Regions from separate parts of the Mus musculus genome. Here region 1 is linked to region 2. A link is a contact called in public promoter capture Hi-C data. All regions are on one chromosome and are shown on one strand. Each heading gives the region's core, a stretch centred on a gene start, on an enhancer-like site or on the middle of the called end of the contact. The rest is flanking DNA. Distances are from core to core; before and after follow the strand shown.

The links. Promoter capture Hi-C pulls out the DNA fragments that hold promoters and counts their contacts.
Region 1: a promoter capture Hi-C map of embryonic stem cells shows a contact between it and region 2, with 2.6 times the contacts expected there. The contact joins the enhancer-like site here to the promoter of Prxl2a in region 2. A contact is called at or near these places in 23 of 39 promoter capture datasets (the 3T3-L1 cell line, 3T3-L1-derived adipocytes, the C10 cell line and 14 more), 34 of 484 Hi-C or Micro-C datasets (B cells, CD4 T cells, the CH12 cell line and 24 more), 16 of 115 datasets of contacts at active chromatin or transcription factors (the 230-238 cell line, bone marrow-derived macrophages, effector CD8 T cells and 8 more) and 4 of 9 other capture datasets (adipose tissue, embryonic stem cells, liver and 1 more).

The regions. Positions count from the first base shown.
Region 1 is chr14:40,913,554-40,917,752 of GRCm38.p6, forward strand. Tspan14 (tetraspanin 14) reads right to left here. Exons shown (of 9, transcript NM_145928.2): 4 at 3,250-3,396; 5 at 1,827-1,997. Among named protein-coding and RNA genes, the nearest start is that of Sh2d4b, 22 kb to the left of the region's middle. Within about 2 kb of position 1,783, at least 51 of the 459 cell types and tissues checked have an H3K27ac peak or open chromatin away from gene starts, as enhancers often do. A contact at or near this core is called in bone marrow-derived macrophages, embryonic stem cells, kidney and 1 more, where this site is marked.
Region 2 is chr14:41,011,629-41,015,442 of GRCm38.p6, forward strand. Prxl2a (peroxiredoxin like 2A) reads right to left here and starts at 2,205. Exons shown (of 6, transcript NM_027464.4): 1 at 2,070-2,205.

The DNA.
Region 1 (4,199 bases), core at 533-3,032, 98 kb before region 2:
TCTTATGTTCCCATTTACAGACAGAAAGGCTCAGATACTGAATGACACCCACAAATGGTAATGCATTAAGAGGGAAACTGCAGCCATGCTGACTCCCATGGGGACCAAGTCGAGCTAGTCTAGCTAGCATGCTAAGTCCGAGGCACTCCTTGACAGAGCCCATGCAAGCTACACCCCTTCTCCATTAAGACCCATTGATATGCCCCTCTCCTACCCCAGAGAACACAGCCGAAGTGAGGAACAGGCCTTTCTCCATGATAAAAGGCCACGCTGGCCCTAGTTACCTTCTTGGCCATTTTATATAAAGGCAGCTGTTGATCATTTACAACAGGGATTAATTACAACTAAAGTGAAAACAGCAGCACTCATTAACCACTCATTAACCGTCTGACTTGACCAGGAGTCCCACCCTCCACTCCTCATTACCTAGTGCAGCTGACAAAAGCCCTTATCGGCCTACAAGTGTGCGGCACCCAGCACACTAAGAACATCATCAATGTGACAGAATCACTCACCAGAGATCTATGACCTCTGCCGCCAAAACAAAGGCCAGCAGGATCTCTGCCTCCCTCACACCCAACTTTCCAGTGGAAATCCAATCTTCGCCATTCCTACTCCTCCACTATGCAGGATGCTTTAATGACTTAATGACCACCTAATGTTTTATCACAAGCCCTAGAACTAAGTGGGTGCCTCTTACATTTTAGAAGATAGGAAGCTGGGCACGGTAGAGCACATTCCTCCAATTCCAATAATCCGGAGGTTGAGGCCTGCAAGCTTGAGGGCAGCCTAAGCTACATAACAAGATCCTGTCTCACCTGTCTCAAAACAGACTGGGACAGACCGGTGGCAGGGATGACTTCTCTTAGGAAAGAGCAGGGGAAAGTTCGAGAAACTAGCAGACCCAAGGCCATTTGAACACAAAAGAGAAGAAAGAACTGAACAGACAAGGCGTAGCGAGGTCACTAGGATTAGGGAGTCTCCCGAGTCAGTAACAACGCACAGGAGTCTCTCTGCTTATGTAAACAGATTTTCCTGGACCCCCATGCTACATGCAACAGGGTAAACAAGTTTTGGTTAATAATAGTGGGTCAGTTATTTTTAGTGCTTGCTGGTTTATTTTCTCTTTGGAACCAAGTGTTCCTTGGAAAAGACATTTCAGAAGCCGGGCTTCTGGGAGAGGCAGATCAAACAGGCCACAGTGCCAGGGAGTGGTTCGCCCCAGGAGCTGGAGCAACCAGAGATTCAAGTTTCCAGGTGCAGCTGCAAGCAAGGGGAAGGGGCAGGAAGGCTGAGGGACACAGCCGAAGCCTGCTTAGTCAGCTCCCTGGGGAAAGTTCCAGAGAGGTCACATCCCTCCATGGAGAAGGCTTCCCCAAGGCAGTCTGTTCTTCTCAAACAGGAAGGAGAAAAGGTCCCAGAGAGGAAGAATACAGGAATAGCTCTACAGTGAGTCACTGTCCTAGGGGGAGGAGCTCTGTCCTCTGTATCCCCTCTATATCCACAGGGCCAAGGTCCTGGGGAGGTCTCTGACTAGCAACATGGCTATCATGAAAGGCTAGGGAAGACTGGACCCAAAAGGAAGGAATGGGAGATAAAGTTGTCTGGCCAATCCAAAACGCAGGCTGAGAGGGACCCCGAACTGCCATGCCAGCAGCTGAGCACAGCGATGCTGACCAGAGGCTGACCAGAGGCTGGGGCATGCTCCATACCTCCCTGCCATGTTGTGGCAGAAAAGCCATCTCAGCTGCAGGGCATCCGAGACTAAGCAGAGGTGGGAAGGGCGTGCTCTAGCAGGAGGCCTGTTGGGCGGGGGCAGAGCTTACAGCTTTCTGAAGGGAGTCAATGAGGTTCTGCAGGTCGATGTCATCCCGATAGGACTTGATGTTGCTCTCGAAGAATTCCCGGAACCGGTCTCTCACCCAGTCTTGGAATAAAAAGGCCAACACGGCCACGGCCAGTTCCAGGAAGAAGATGAGCACAATGGCCCCACAGAACTGCGAGGGCAAAGGAGAAAGGTAGTCAGCATCCCCAGCCTGGCAGACGCTCAGACGCAGCGGACCACCTACTGCAGCACGCCACCTCCTCGGTACATGGGACTCACCACTACCCGTGCACATATGGCACAGCTGGTAGCTGAGAGAAGTGAGGAGGAAGGACAAAGCTCTGAGCCATCACTGCCTAGGAGGTAGCCCTCCCCCACCTCCACCTGATGAGAAAGAAGTCAGTTGTTTTCCGTGTAGAGCCCTACCCAGGCACTGTCTGCCCCACCCTCCACTCAACCATCCTAGACATCGAGTCTTTCACTCCCACTTTACGGATGTGGAAACTAAGACTTGGACATAGAGCTTGTCTGAAACAACTTACACAGGACACCTAAGATCCCTGCAGAGTTCATTACCACGCTGGAGGGATCAGTGCTATCTTGGGCAAGCAGGACTGTCAGCTACATACAGACCTCTCTAGGTCATGGTGACATGCTGCTATCGGGAGCCTTGAAGCTTTGACCCAGCTTGGAAATGTGAAGGAAGCTTCCCAAGAAAACCAGATAAGAGCCGCAAGCATGCGCCAGTGCGCACAGCCTGCTCATGTGGAAAGGAGATACAAAACACAGGATTATTAAGGAGGGGGCGATCTAGGGAGGAGTGTGTGCTTTGCTTTCCAAATGAAGAAAGACTGACCTAATAAGCTCAACAAATAATAGACCATAAAGAAAACAAAAGTGTTTTCCTCACCAGGTGCTATTTAATTTTAACTGAATACATTTAAATATGAAGTTGTATCTAAATATAAAACTAAACTCTTAGTAATTCGTGATTCTGCCAGAAAATTAAGAACTACACTGCACAGCCAACAGATTCACACGCAGGAGGAGGGAAAGGATTTCTTAAAGCCATTGGCCACATCGTTTGATCTTAGCCAGGAAGGACAAAGGTGAACAGCAGATAAACAATTCCTTTAGAACTTCTCAGGAGAGCCATAGAGCCAAGGAGGTGAGCAGAACCCCCACCCCCCCTCCCACCCCCCACCCCCCCAACACCCCCCCCCCCGCAATTAGCTGGCAACTCCAGGAGACCCCACTTCCCTAGTGAGGAACCATCAGCTGGGCTTTTCTCCTTAAAATCTTCCTTCTTAGCGAGGCAGCACGTTCAAAGAACTGTTCCCTCCTTGTGCGGCCAGAAAACAGACGTGAGCCGGTATTGGTATCTCTAGTATACATAGACTGCGTCCCACTGCAGCATCACTTACAAACTTGAGCAGGCAGATGTTCTCTCGGAGGGCCCCGACACAGCCTGCGAATCCCAGTGTGAACATCACCACGCCCACCATCAAGACCAGCACGACGGGGTCGATTCCATGCAACCGGGTCACCTTGGTGAGGTCGGACAGCACACCCTGAGAGAAGCAGAGGATAAAAGGTAGCAGTGTCCTTAGAATGGAGTCAAGGCCCTAGGGGCAAGTTATGTCAGCCAGCTGCTGAAGCCAGGGGTCTGCTTCACACAGCTCAGCTCTGTCATCAAGAGCCAGGCCAGAGTGTGTTCCTGCCCACTCCCTGGGGCCCCTGAGTATACAGTCCTTGTCCACTACAGCTCTTAGACAGTCTACATGAAGTTCCTGGTTCATACCGAGGCTGGGGGCTCCTGTGAGCACAGACCCAGCTTCCTCAGTGGCCTTCGAGGTGCCTTGGCCAGGCCTCAGAGAAGGGGAGTCCTAGGCCACGGCCCAACTGGCTACAAGCAGCTTCACAATGAACATTTTTGAGGAAACCGACCCAGCAAGGGTAGATGATGAGAGAGTGTTGCCCATAAACGTGTCTATGATCCTGTTAGCACCACCCAAAGAGAATCATTGGCTGTACGTGTAATAAAAACACTTGGAAAGAGGCTAGGGACAACAAGAATTGGTTTATCACTTTTATTTAAACACGTATAGTCAGGGGCTGGTGAGATGGCTCTCAACAGGTGAAGGCACTTGCTGCCTTGCCTGGCAACCCGAGTTTAATCCCCAGGACCCACATGGTGGAAGGAGAACACCAAACCTAGGTAGGTTGTTTTTTACTTCTACTAAGCATATACATACCCCACCCCACCCCCACCCCCCCAAAAAAAATCAGTAAAAATTTTAAAATACATATAGTTATAAGTGCCTAGTGGCATCTACAAAGGACAGATAGATTCTGTGGTACTCAAAGAGAAAAG
Region 2 (3,814 bases), core at 955-3,454:
ACCGTTTTCTTGCTTATCACCATAAGATCTTCTAAAAATCAAGCTGCATCCAGTGGTGGCACGTGTTGGAGAAGACCAACATGAAACACAGCAGCGCTCTAGGAAACTGGAAATGCTTCGTTATGGTTTTCATTTTCTTTATTCTTTTTCCTTTTTTAAAAAGGAAAGGCCTAGGATAGCCTAGAACTTGCCACCTTCCTACCTCAGCCTCCTTAGTGCTGCAATTTTAGGCATAGGCCACCTCACTGGGTGGTCTTTATCTTTTGCAGGGTTCAGATGAACTCACTCACTGTCCTAGGAAGGTAAAACAGACAACAACAACAACAACAAAAAAGAATAGAACAATTTCTCCAGCAGTGTTACTGCAAGTCAGCTTTCTGGGTGAAAGTTCCAGGCCCGGGGGAGTCCTGCCTTACGTCCACATTCTCCACAGCACATACTCTGAGTTAACTCTTTGGCTCTCCCACAACTGCTCCTGGTAGTGCCAAAGGCAAAGGTTACTGCTCAACTTCAATCTGCCTTGGCAAGGGCCAAAGAGCTCATGGGTGAGGCTGGCTTCTTCCACAGCAACGCTGGACAGGTCCTGCCACATTAAGACTCTGTCCAAGCAGACTCTGAGCTTAGCATTTCAAAGAAGCAGATAGCCAACTAGCAGGAGAGTTGCTTTTAATCTGGGATACTAATGAAATCGTATGCACCTTAAAATTCCAGACCTCACCAAACAAACCTTCTGGTGCCACACAAGCTTGAAATGATCATTGCAATCCCAGCAATCAGGAGGCAGAGACAGGGGGACTGCAAATTCAAAGAAAGCCTCCGGGAAATTCAAAGCTACCCTGAACTACATAAGGCCCACCCCCTCAAGAAGAAAAGGGGAAAGAGGTGGGGTAGAGTGCTTTGTACCCCTTCAGGGACAACACAAAGGGTCTCAGGTAAATGCCATCCCTTATAAGGAAGGACACCAAGGAAAGGTCGGACGAGAAGAACCAAGTTGCATGAGCCTGGACCAGCCATGTTTCACATTAGCAAAATGGGAACAATTTCCTAATCACCTTCTACAGAGATGAATCACTGAAGATGCTATAAGCTCTTTGCAAAGACTGCCAGAGATGTTAAATTCTTACTTATTTCTGGATTACTCATTGATCACCCCAAATATTTGAAACAAAGGATTTTCTGATGAGTATCTTGTGAGGACCCAGATTCTATTAGCAGGGCTCCATGACAAGCAGGAGGATTTCTGGGTTTGGGGCCAGCCTGGTCTACAGAATGAGTTCCAGGATAGCCAGAGGTACACAGAGAAACCCTGTCTCGAAACAAAACATCCAATGAGTATTTTCTTTTCACATAAATCATTTACCAAGTTCCAAGACAAGAAATGTTGAAGTAAAAATAAAACCAAAAATCTAGGTAACAGGGCTGTGAAAACATTGGAGGCACGGTGGCAGCGAGACTCGGATTGTCACCTTCCCATGCAAACCCTGCCAGGTTGGACCTTAACTTTGCTCTCCCTTGGGCCATTTTCACCAACTCCAACAACCTAACAATTCGGAGGATGGGCTGTCCTGGAGCTCTGATTATCTCATTACCACACCTCAGCAGCGGTTTGAAATTTACAACGGAGCTTTCTAAGGCAAAGGTTTGTAACCCTTAGAAGAGAAGGAGGAGCAGGTATCTCAGAGACTTCCTCACAGGACACCCCAATACCGAAACTGGATAGCCACGGCCACCCCTGGCAGCCTTCAGCCTAGCCCATGTTGGGTGGATGCCCCTTCCTGAGAGGTGGGCAAACGTTTTTGTTTTTTTTTTTTTTTCCTTCAGTTCTCTGTCCCAACAATTCAAACATCTGGGTGGGCAAGAGTTTTTCTGTCCTCTGTCCCAACGATTCAGACTGCTGGGTGCCGCCAGCGCCATTCCGGGACAGGGGTCTCTGGGCCCCAAGCGTGGAGTCTGTCCTGATCGCTGTGGTGGGCTGAGGGCACATCGGAGAGCGGTACCTGGAGAGGATCGGGTCACATCCTCTATCCAGCATCTAGTCTCCGCGGTCCCTGGCCTGCCTCGATCCTCACCTGCGCCCCAAGGACCCCGCCTCCGTGGACCTCACTGGCCCCTGAGCTGCGCCAGCGGACGCAGGTGCCTCCTCGGTTGTAGTGCAGTTTTGAGGGCGGGTGAGACTAAGGTCTCCCCGCGCCTGCGCAGCTCAGCGCCTACGCCACCACGCCACTTTCACGTGACAGACACGCCCCCGCAGCTCCAGACTGGGGACTGGGTAGAACTGGGTCGCCTTCGGGCACTTCTTTGCTCGCTGATTTCCACGGAGCTAGTTTGGAACTAGCGTGGCTTTGTGGGGTAGATGTCCCAGCGTCCATCTTCACCCCCAAATGCTGGTTATTAGAATGAAGAAAACCAGCTGAGAACTGGCTCTAAGGATAATACCAGCTCCTCTAGCTTCTTTGAGCAACCCTGTGACAGGCTTGTCTTAATACTCTAACGTGGTTGGTTGCTTAATGTAGCTCAGACTGGTCTGGAATTGTTCATCCTCCTGCCACAGTTCCCCAGGGGCTGGGATCACAGGCGTGCACCGCCATGCCTGGCTTTTACCCATTTTTCTCACTCCTGTAATAAGTGTTCATTACTGTCGTATCAAAGCTGTAGTCAAAAGAAACAGGATTAACTCACAGAATAGTTAAAGGTGGGGGAGTGGGAGACAGTCAGAAAGAGATCACAGAGCAGTTTGCAAAGAAGTATTACAGCAGCCAGACAGGCACGCTGGTCAGAAGTGGTCATCTGTCCTGTGTGCATTGGGGGTATCCACCTGTGTGGGACTTGACACCTGGCCAGAGGACTAGGCTGTCCTAGTACATCTTTACCTTCCCCTCATGTTTCTCACTGTAAGAAGCAAGACTCTTGCTATGTAATAACAAATTCAAGAGACTAAGGAGGGTAAGACAGTTTTTATTTTACTATCTTGTAGAACTGTGTGTTACCCTAGACAAAAAGTTAAAAGGGGGTGGGGTGGGGGATGGGGATGGAGACCCCGCCCTGCTTTCCTGTTATGTAGGTAGTCAGGAGCTGCCCTAATTAGGGTTATTATTGTTATGATGAAATACCACGAGCAAAAACCAATTGGAGAGGAAAGGGCTTATTTGGCTTACACTTCCACATCATAGCCCATCTCTGAAGGAAGTAGGGTAGGAACTCAAACAGGGCAGAAACCTGGCAACAGAGCTGATAAACAGACTGTGGAAGGGTGCTGCTTGGTGGCTTGCCTACATTCTGATTTTATGAAGGCGTTTTCTCAGTCCCTCCTCTCCAGACTCCAGCTTGTGTCAGGTTGACATAAAATTAGCTATTCCAGCAGTCAACTAACTTTCCACCCTATGGTAAACAGAGACAAATACGCGTTATCTGACAGCTGGGAAAGAGCAGAGTCCTTGTGCCTCCTGATAGATCGGAATGATGTACTTCTGATACTCAGAACCTGGAGCTAGGCTGGTAGGCAGCAAGCTGCAGGGAGCCTTCTATTTCTGCCCACCAAGGCCCTGAGATTCCAAGCCTGTACTCTTGCAATCAGTCTGGATTTTTACTGATACCAAGGGTTTGAAATCAGTGCTTTTACCTGCTGAGCCATATCCCAAACCCAGGAGATGGTCGGTCATCTCTGAGCAGTGTTCCCCCAACCCTGTTCACCTGGGAAACACCTAGTATCCAAAGGCTTTCCAGATCTTCCTCCAACCTCACATTCCATATAAATATATGGCAGGATTCAACTCAGAGAGTCTGTTGAGGGAGCTTTCCTGAGCCATAGTATATG